Regions from separate parts of the Ctenopharyngodon idella genome. Here region 1 is linked to region 2. The links are chromatin contacts, called in public Hi-C maps. All regions are on one chromosome and are shown on one strand. The core of a region is the stretch at or near the end of the contact, and the rest is flanking DNA. Distances in the headings are between cores, read along the strand shown. Region 1 holds the start of col14a1a (collagen, type XIV, alpha 1a). Region 2 holds the start of mrpl13 (mitochondrial ribosomal protein L13).

The links. A called contact is a pair of places that touch in the nucleus more often than the background predicts.
Region 1: a Hi-C map of muscle shows a contact between it and region 2, with 6 times the contacts expected there. The contact joins the promoter of col14a1a here to the promoter of mrpl13 in region 2. A contact is called at or near these places in 2 of 2 Hi-C or Micro-C datasets (both in muscle).

The regions. Positions count from the first base shown.
Region 1 is chr16:14,234,436-14,240,276 of HZGC01, reverse strand. col14a1a (collagen, type XIV, alpha 1a) reads left to right here and starts at 1,634. Exons shown (of 49, transcript XM_051866485.1): 1 at 1,634-1,995; 2 at 3,328-3,449. The coding sequence starts at 3,362.
Region 2 is chr16:14,058,738-14,064,152 of HZGC01, reverse strand. mrpl13 (mitochondrial ribosomal protein L13) reads right to left here and starts at 2,073. Exons shown (of 7, transcript XM_051866495.1): 1 at 1,908-2,073; 2 at 1,171-1,294. The coding sequence starts at 2,045. mtbp (MDM2 binding protein) reads left to right here and starts at 2,190. Exons shown (of 22, transcript XM_051866492.1): 1 at 2,190-2,399; 2 at 2,498-2,578; 3 at 2,672-2,745; 4 at 3,563-3,705; 5 at 3,906-3,964; 6 at 4,143-4,284; 7 at 4,413-4,527. The coding sequence starts at 2,336.

The sequences.
Region 1 (5,841 bases), core at 385-2,884, 180 kb before region 2:
TAAGAAGGTGCAGGTGTTACTGGAGGGATAAAAAGTTCTTCCAAAACGTGTTTGGATATTCTTCTCATGTTAGGAGAGAATAGAACACAATGTAATACAATATGTTGATCAATACTTGAAAAGAGAATGGAAATGCATATTGTTTTGAGATAATGAGACAAATTACATTAAATCTACAAGATGGGCTGAATCCAGTGTGTGATTCATGGGGTATTTAGGGGGGTCTGACTCTCCAAATTAAAGTTGGCATGAAACGGAAGTTACGATAGACTTTTTTTCAACATTGTGTATATCCGAGTCGAACTGCTTCTCGAAGAAGAATAAGAAATAAGTCTTGATTTTGTCCGTTGGATTGTTGTTGTTTACTATTGCATTTTGTGAATGGATAAATCATTTAATAAATACTGCAATATTCCTTAAAAAACAAATTTTTTTTTTGTCAGTTTTGATTTCATGATGAAAACCTGAAAAGAAGTAACAAAAAGCATGTATGTGTTATAAATGTATGTAATAAATGTATATATTTTTTTATTCTGGCATGATTTTATAACATCATACATCAACATAGTGCAAAATAGTATTAAAATTATGTGTAGAAGTCGTTGCTTTGTTATGAGAAAGAATGTCCGGAAAAATGAATTTCATTAATGTCATTCGGAGTAACCAATATAAAGGGACCATTTTGGATCAAGTCATGCCGTCAATATCATGTGACAAGATGTGACATCATTCAGACACCTGCAAAGTACCACATGGTTGTGAAGCAAAGTAACTAACTCTCTTTTAACTATTTGAAAAATTCATGTTTTCACTTGCACGCATGTCCCGAAACATCAGGCCATTTGGTACAACCGCTATAAAACATGGAAGATGTTGTAGTATTTTAAAAACTTGTACTAAATACAAAATGGTTGATTGTCCTTTTGCTAGCTAGCTAGCAAGCTAACTTGCTAGCATTGTTTGAAAATATCGTCATTTGGTATAACCAAAAGTGTAATTTGGTAAAACCGAATTTTTTTGGGTACAAATTTTGTCCATCTTGTAAAAAATGACAAAAACAGCGTTAATTGATTATAAAAACCACATAATCTCATTGTTAACACTTAATAAAACTTCGAAATTAATTATATCTCCATTATGTTTGTTTTTTTTTTTTTTTTTTTACACTTTTAAAAACCTTATTTGTCAATGACCCATATATAAACTTTAAAAGTTAGGTTACACGGAGGGAACCATATCAACAGTAAGCTCTCAATCGCTTTTCGTTGGAATCAGTATCGGATTGTATATCGACAAAATATAAATATTGTCATTATTTGTCACTTTTCTTAAATAGTTATTTAGGCTACCTACATATCACACTTTTTTTTTTTTTTTAAGTTTAAAAAGTTTGGTTAACTGTGACGGGGCGGCAAAAAGTAGCCTACTTATTTGGTTTTGCTAGACGAAACAGATAAAGCCTCACACGATACTGACAATAATTCCTTTAAAATCAAATGTAGCCTACATGATTGATTGCGCACATTGACCGATTCAATTAATCTGGCTTAATAAAATATAATGAGTCATAACGGTCAATTTAATAATCCATCATCCTGGTGTAGGCGTTATGATTGTTCATTACAGTTGCATTCCCTTGAAATGTAATGAAAATGGATTTTCTTGTCAGCGCTGAACAGCCTACATGTAGGCAGGATCAAGTATTTGAGAAGGGCTCTTGATTGTCGTGAGATCATTCGTCGTCTGTCCAGTGGCTGCAATTGGTCGCATGAACGTTTTTTTTCCCGAAGACTCAAGACTAAAGGATGAAATGAGGTGCAGAGCTGAAGAGCTAAAGGAATGGGCGAGTAAGGACAGACGAAACACGCACACGGAGAGCGCTGTGATCTGACTGACTCTACGAGAAGATACGAGTGAAGTCTGATCATCACAAGACGCGGGAATTTGGATCACATTTAGATCAAGAGGATTTCACTGAAGCGAATGGTGTGAAAGGTAAGACTGCTATATGATTTAATCTTTCATACTCTCGCTTAACTCCATTATCTCATCTGCGTTTTATTAAAACAACACTGGGAGAATTAATCAAGAAAGAGCGTCAAAAAGACGAAAATATTTGCGACATTTTTTTCACTATTTTGCCACTTTACTTTGTATTGTTAAGCATTTGCTTGAATGTGTCTTAAAGTATAATTTTGGGGAAATTTATTTTTGTTCTATTCATTCATTACACCCCATATAGTCTACTTTAAAGTGGTTTGAGGCACATATATCCTATATTTTATATTATATGTATATTTGCTCGTAAAATATTTCCTCAACTAACGTAAACAGAAGCACACAGAACTTAGTTTAGCCTATATACATTTCTAGTTCCATATAAGTTTTGTAGCCTATTATTATTGTTATTATTATCTATAAAAATCTAGGGATGTCCCAAACACCTCCGATGCTCAAAGAATATACTTGATGTATCCTACATCTATTTTTAAATTTAGCGCGTTTCATCTTTACTGTGTTGTTGAGAATAGAAATGAAGCCAAGGTGAGCGCTTGATGTTTATTTCAGGATTCAGGATTCAGTAGCAGGTGAAACAGAGAGAGAGAGAGAGAGAGAGAGAGAGAGAGGGGGACAAAGACACACATGCAAGGGAATTTATCAATGCATTGGGCTCTACTTTTAGTACAAATATTTGACTGAAATGCTCAGTTCCTTAATAGCATGCCTTTTATCTAATTTTACAGAATAAAAAACATCCTTAAAGGCAAATTACCAGTTAAATGCTGTGATGGACAACCATGTGCAATCCAAACAAGCTTTAATTTAAATAATGTCCATTTGAAACAGCATATCATGCACTAGAGCATATTGTATTGTTTCCAACAAAAAAAAAATTAAAAAAATCCCAAACATATTAGTTATAAAAGAATATGCCGTCTGTGTCACAACAGCTGAGGAAAACTGACTTAGTGAACTACATACCATAGACTGCAGCTAACCAGCATAATCTCTTGACCCTAATTTAGACCAGTGTTTAAGTTAAGTGGGGGTGCCCTCTTGAACAAGCCTGGGCGGCTTCCTCTCTAAACACACGTCAGCCTTCTTATCCGACATGAATGACAGGAGCTGTAGTGTCCTGCTTGTTCTCAGGAACAACAATGGTCCTCAGGAAGCACTTCTCATTGGCTGTCCATCAAAACTCAACAAAGTCTTTACTGTTCTTGACCCGCAGAGACATCCCACCCTCCCTGTGTTTCAGAAATCCCCCTGAGGCTACACGGCTTCAGTGAATTCCTCCACTCACTTGCTGTTTCTGTCTCTCTGTAGGTTCAGGGCAAGCATCACTCACACAGCTATAAGGATGCAGGTGTCGGGATCGAGGATTAAGCTGTGGTGTCCGCTTATCTTGCTGGCACTGATTCAGTTTTTCGCCCCTGTTTCTGCTCAAGGTAATTGCTGTCTTCATGGTTCTGAATTGCCATTTTGCTCTGGTGTATTGGCTTTTGTGTCATTGTGTAAAATATGAGATGTTGTCCTTATCATTCAGTGTAAAATTTTGAAGGCAAATGGTTACATCTGATTGTGATTTGAAAAAAAAGAAAGAAACATTTGACCCTTTGTGCACTTTCACATCTCCTAAGAGGACTCATTTCAGTATAATGCCTCTCAGTAAGAAGGTAAAAAGGGCTAAAGTGAGTCTTGAGGGTTTTAGATAGGATAGAGATGTGGAAAAGCATTTAGTCTAACATCAGAGGGGACCACAATGATAATATCCCTCAAGGCAGCTTAAAGGCTTAATTGGTTGCTCTGTTTGGAAGTAGTTTCACATTCCTCCCGGGCCCTGGAGTGAAAGGTGGAGTCTGGATCATCATCTGGAGTGGGAGTTACTGTTCGAAAGATAAAGTTTGGATTACTCTCTGAATTTTTTTTTCACTCTTCTTCCCAGACCAGCACTTGTGTGATGGGCAGGTGTAGTTTTTAAATTTATGCTGCCTAGACAGGTTATTTTCATCCCTAAAATCACTGAAAGCTGTTGTTGCGATTTTAAACTGCTCAGTGGTGCAGCTGAATATGAAAAAACAAACCAAAGACGACTTTTAGTTAAAGGAATATTCTAGGTTTAATACCAGATAAGATGAATCAACAGCACTTGTTTCATAATGCTTATGATTACCACAAAAAATGAATTTCTACTTGTCACTCCTTATAAAAAAGCAAAAATCTGAGTTGACGCACTAGAACAAACCTCTTCCGAAAGCTTAAACGTACCGCATAACACAGGAGAATGAACCTCATTGGTTACGCAGCACGTTTGAGCTTCACTAACATTTATTACTGATTAATAATAACTTATTTTTGTGTGGTTCCTTCACAATCCTATTGCCTCAAAACACGTAATTCAGGGGACCTGTTACCACAGCTTAAATAAATGTGTGGTTGCAAGTTAAAAATTCTAATTTATTGTTTTAAATAAACCTTTTAAGTTGCAAACATTATTTTGTAGAGTTCTGTTGACATAATAATGTTGATCATTACATCAACTTAATATCGTCTGTAATTTAAACTCAATTTTCTGCATTAATTGGCTTTTTTAAAAGAAAAAAAAATAGGTTGTAGTAACTTAATGAAATCTTGCTAACTTCGGAAACTAGGCTGTGGATTTCTAGTTTCCTGCATGCTTTGCATAGGACTGGAGAATAAATGTTGAAATTAAGTGTTAATTTATTTGTTTTTAGTGAAGGGAAAGACCTGCTAGTGTTTAATGCTGTTATGTTTGACATTTAAAGTTTCTGTGTTGAAGTTTTTGTGGTTACTATTGTGCTGAAGAGCAGATACATGAAGGTAAACACTACATTGACTCTATAAGCAATGACTACGCTAATACCAGTGACAAGTAATATCTTACTTGTTCATTAAATATACATGTTAAATAAGTTATGTTAGCATGTGCTATGATAGCTGTTGATTTGAATTGAAATAGATGAGATTATTTGGTTCTGGGGCTAAACTCTGGTTTGAGTAAACACCTTAAAAATGTGTTAATGCTACAAATTATTAAGTTCCTCTAACTCAATGTAGCTTGTTGGTTGAATGTAAATTCGTAAAAGTAAAGTTGTCATAACTCAAAATTGATGCAAACTGTTGCATTTTTTGGTTGTTGAGCCAACACATTATTTTTTAGATTGCAGTGCATGATTTGTAAACTAAAACATTTGGACATTTGCATCACATAACCATCTCCATATGCATGGCTGTTCTGACATAGTAAACTTGCTCGGTAGCTTACCTGGTACAGCAAATAGATTTTATCTCATGTTTACATTATCAGATAGGTTTAGGGTAGTCTCGTGTAGCCAGACCTTCAGACTGATGGCAGAAGGTCTGGACTCCATAGCAGCTTTCATTGGCCAAGGACCACCCAGAGGCTGTCTGACTGACATGTAAAGCAACCAATCACAGTTCAGCGTCATGTTTAGGGGCGTGAAAATGTAAAGTCGGTGTGCATACAATAACGGACCGGTGTGTAAAACTCTTGGAGGTATTTTAAAGAGTCTATTCTGTGAACTTCACATACTTCACATACATGTGAAAATCCAATCTCGGAAGTCCTGTTGAATTCAACCAATCAGATGATGACTTTGAAACTCCTGTATTGTTTCCAGTTTTGTGTTCCATATGTATCAGACGTTCAGCCAATGGTCTGTGGGCGTGAAGTCTGAACCTGAGACTAGGTTTAGGGTAGAGTTTAGTATAGGTGGTACATTATTATCAAACGCAATAAAGCATTAACCTTTTAGTGCCCCTCACTGAACATTTCATTTCAAAACATTTAAAAAAACC
Region 2 (5,415 bases), core at 824-3,323:
ATTATAGTTAACTAAAAATGTTACTTTAAATGAAATATAAGAAAAAAAAAAAATGTACTGATGTACTAAAATATTGTAACTAAAACTGAAATAAAAAGTTAAAGGGTTAGTTCACCCAAAAATGAAAAAAAATGTCATTTATTACTCACCCTCATGCCGTTCCACCCCCGTAAGACCTTCGTTCATCTTCGGAACACAAATTAAGATATTTTTGTTGAAATCCGATGGCTCAGCGAGGCCTGCATAGCCAGCAATGACATTTCCTCTCTCAAGATCCATTAATGTACTAAAAACATATTTAAATCAGTTCATGTGAGTACAGTGGTTCAATATTAATATTATAAAGTGACGAGAATATTTTTGGTGCGCCAAAAAAACAAATTAACGACTTATATAGTGATGGCCAATTTCAAAACACTGCTTCATGAAGCTTCAGAGCGTTATGAATCAGCGTGTCGAATCATGATTCGGATCACGTGTCAAACCGCCAAACTGCTGAAATCACGTGACTTTGGCGCTCCGAACCGCTGATTCGACACGCTGATTCATAACGCTCCGAAGATTCCTGTTTTTTTTTTTTTTTGGTGCACAAAAAATATTCTCGTCACTTTATAATATTAATATTGAACCACTGTACTCACATGAACTGATTTAAATATGTTTTTAGTACATTAATGGATCTTGAGAGAGGAAATGTCATTGCTGGCTATGCAGGCCTCGCTGAGCCATCGGATTTCAACAAAAATATCTTAATTTGTGTTCCGAAGATTAACAAAGGTCTTACGGGTGTGGAACGACATGAGGGTGAGTAATAAACGACATTATTTTTATTTTTGGGTGAACTAACCCTTTAATAAAAACTACATAGACATTTTTGTATAAAAAAAACTGAGAAAAACAAAACAAAACTAATAGAGATTTAACTAAAATGATAATGAAAATACAAAATTAACTAATTCTGAATAATAAAAAGAACTATAATAGTATTTTACTGCTGGACTCATAGAGCAGTGCTGACACTATTTTAAACCGTGATCGTTTACTTCCATCTTGTGGCCACTGGGCAACTACACGTTCTCAGAAGTCAATGAATCAGCGCTGCCATGTTTTACCTGAGGTGGGAAGTAAACAGAGAGACCTTAATTTGTTTTAGTAATCACATTTACTCACTCAGTGGATGGTAAATGGGTTTATGTTTCCCTTGAAGCCGCACTGAGCACATAGAGGCGATCTTTCCTGGAGGCTGCATCCTAGCGTCTATTAGGAACCAGGATCTTGCAAAGGTCGCCCATTGCTAATGGGAAAAAGAGAAAGTCATTTAATGTTTCATGACTGAACATTATTAGTTCGTAATAGCCAATAATAATTGTTCAAATGAAATAAGATTATGCTATTAATCCGTACGACATCTATCGTCCGTGGAACATTTTATGTAGAATGTCAGGTCAGTCAGTCACAGTTTACTTTCATTGCATGGAAAAGAAGATGCAATGAATATAACATCTTAACATACCCCATAATATTTTCTCTTGTGATGATGTGATTCACAGAATAAGTTAATAAACAAAGTCACACGGATTTGAAACAATATGAAGGCGAGAAAAATGCTAGTAAATTGTCTCCTTAACCTGTCACCTGTTAACTGATGCATTAGAGCATAAATGTCACACTCATCTACCTTCACTAATTTCCAAAAATAAATAGTTGTTATTCTATCCAAATAAATCCATGCACACAGGTGCAAACATTATACAAATCTCTCTCTTCTTTGACCACAAGCTTGTTAGCGCACAAGCTCAATGGAAAGATCACGCTTTCTATTCAAGAAGCATTTAAGCATCAGCTGACAGCGTAGTATTCTTTATAAATGATAGAGACTAGTATGACAGAAAGCAACAAAACCTTACCTGGGCTGATCTTGAAAAACTAGACATTTTAAATAAGCATTTGAAAAATTTGACCTCAATGTGGCTGTAGTGGTACAGCAGCAATTTACGTCCCCCCAGCAAAGAGGTAAAATATGTCGTTCCTTTTTCTGTAGCCATACATTTACGCTCTCAGATAAAGTATTATACTTTTCTTGAGTAACTTAAATAACAATAAATATATAATTAACGCTATATAATATATCATTTAATTCGCCACCATCACCACGTTTTGTTATTTATATGCGTGTTTCAATCTGTTCCTACCGACTGTATTTTTTGGTAGCGCGCGCGTCATCTTGAAACGTCCGTGTTGGTTGTAAACGCGCGTAAATTTGTTTTTGTACTGGAGTCTGTCTCGTGCTGTAACAAGTTAACTTTATTTTACATGAACACAGCAGCATACTGCCATGGACAGATACGTGCTAGTTGTTATAATCAACCTAGAGCCGAAGAGAGATAGTTGTTTCAACGGTAAGAGGCTTTATTGGTGATAAAATAATGTCATGTATCAGAACTACGTAAGCTTTGACTGTCTATTGTTGTTTTGACGCGTATTAATTTTATTGTAGGGGTTGATGAAACTAAGAAAGTGTTTGATAACCTCAAAAATATTTCTGGTTCGAGTTTAACACGAGTTCCTCTATTTCCAGGTAAGTTTGTTATTTATATCCTCATTTGCCACTCCATTTTCTACCAGTTTTGAAGTGTGAAGTTTGACTTTGTGATTCTTTAAATCTATTTAGCCTGCTCTCTGAGTGGTAGTCCTGCTCCACAGAGATGGTACTTTGCCATTCAAGCCAGTTATGGTACAACACAGGTAATTAACATAATTATGCATATTTGCTTCTTCTACACTAGATTAATTGATTACAGGTGTTATAAATTGGTTGAGACAAACATAGATTACAAAGGAACCAAACTGGGGTCCGGGACCGAGGATTGTTTAAAAAGTGATACATATATATTTCAGTATTTTATTTTATATATTCACTTTTTAAACAATCCTCGGTCCCGGACTCCAGTTTGAAAACCCTTGCACTATACTACATCATCACTTTGTAATCTACGTTTGTCTCAACCAATTTATATATAAGATTAAATAAATGGATTAAAATAAGTAAATAAATTGATTAAAAATAAGATTAAATAAATGGATTAAAATAAGTAAATAAATTGATATGTAAATACAATAATAAAAAGATTAAAATAAATAAACGGATAGATTAAAATAAGCATATAATAAAAAATAGATGTAAATAAACAATATAAAATTAGACTAAAATAATAAAAAAATAGATTAAACTAAATGCACTGAAATGAATAAATAAACAATAATATTAGTTTAAAATAAATTATAAAAATTGAAAATGATTAAAATGAATAATAAATATTACATCTAACAGTATGGTACTGAAGTGTGCACTTGATAGAAATTAAATATTTTCCAAATAATATTTATTATAGCCATTTAAATTAGTACAAATTGTGTCTTTATACATGAAAATACATAATATAGAATGGGATATCTTGCATAAGGATGATCATATTTGGGTGTCCATGGCATCTAAAAGATTGAAAACCCCTGGTGTAGTGCATCCGATCATCCGCACACACTCTTTACTGTGTATTTCCAGTGGTGCAGCTCAGAGTGGGAGGAACTGTGTTCCCAGCGCAGTGACAGTGAGGAATCCGAGACGTCTGCTCTAGACAGCTGCATCGCTGCCCTTCAGGAGCAAGAGGAACAGGGCACACTCACAGAGAACCCGTCCCATGCAGAGTGAGAGTTCTGATTGATACTGTCGCCCCATAATATCTCAAACAATGTTATAGGACCAAAGAATCAACCATATTTCACTAATAATTTGATGCCATCCTTGAATTGATCATTGACAGCTGTTTATTTACATTCACTTTCCTTAATGCCTTAATTATGTCTGTTTTTTTTTTTTTTTAAATGATGATTGACTATCATGGTAGACTCTTTGAAGAGGCTGCTGAAGGTCTTCATCAACTAGCAGACAAACTTCCTCATCCAGGTACCGTTTTATAACATCAAATTGTTTATTATTAGGCATTATAAAGTTATCGTAGTGAAAGTTTCTATATTTTATTTTGCAAAATGTTTTTGTTATGATGTTACTGTTGTTTAGATGATGTTTCATGATGTTCACTGTTGTTTTATTGTATTGATGTAATGTGTGTTCTTGATGGCAGGGAAGTCTTTGCTGGATGTGATTGTGCTATGTGTGGGCGAGGAGGCGGGGTTGAAGGATATGTTGCCTGTGATTGGCTCTTTGAAGCACATGAGGGCGTGGCACTCTGCACAGATGATCATGGTCACTGAACACAGTGCAGGGTAAAATCTAATACTCTCCAGTAATATTCTTCATCACTCGTGTTTCATTTTAGAAAGAATAGGCCTGTCCTCTGTATGAGTTTTCTTATGTATAATGTCTCTGTTTCTCTTGTTTCTGCACTGTAAAGGTGGCAGAAAGCAGCCATGTACCTGGACGCCCGCCTGTGTTCTCCATCAGTGATTGACAGCTGTGTGGATGGGAGGGAGATCTGGAGAGGTGGACTCCATATTAGAGAGAAAAAGGTACTTTATGCTGCAGTACAACTCCTTAGTCCAGTGGTGCCCAAACTTTTTCTGCTGGGCCCCCCTTTTTAGAGAAAAAAAAAATCTACATGAACCCACATAAAGACAGTCTCAGACATGACCTTGCTTGCAAAATCCTATAGGATTTATTTGAAACATTGTAATTAATAAAGTACTACCATTTCTCAAAGTCTCTAAGTGGCATCTTAACTGAATAGAAATATAAAAAAAAAATAGTAATACTTTAGTTTAGCCAATTCTCACTATTAACTAGTTGCTTATTAGCATGCATGTTGCTAGGATATTGGCTGTTTATCAGTACTTATAAAACACATATTAATACCTTATTCTGCAAGGCCATATTCTACATCCCTTAATCCTACACAATACCTAAACTTAACATCTACATTACTAACTAATTAATGAGCAGTAATTAGGAGTTTGAGGCATACATTGTAGTTAACAGTTTAAAATATTAATAAATACTATAATAGTATATATATCACTGTGCTTATAATTTAGAAATCTACCTACTAATCGCTTTCTCATAATTAACTTTGAAAATTATCCTGGGATAGAAGAAAGTGGTTTAATTAAAAATAAAAAATACACCGGTCACCTTTTATGAGCAGAACAAAAGAGTAACTGTAAAACTCTTTCTGTCCAGCAGAGGGTGAACACTTGCAAGAAATAGTCTGTGAGAGAACAGAAACTCCTACTGATTTCTGAAACTATAAAGACAAAGATGGAAAGACTTAGTAAGTGTGGCATATGTAAAGAAAACATTTCGATTCAGGGAAATTCTGAGCAGGGAAATTTTGTGTCTAAGCGGGAAGAGAGCTGTTATACAGCAGAGTGTGTGCTCTGGTTGAGGAAAGACATCAGGAC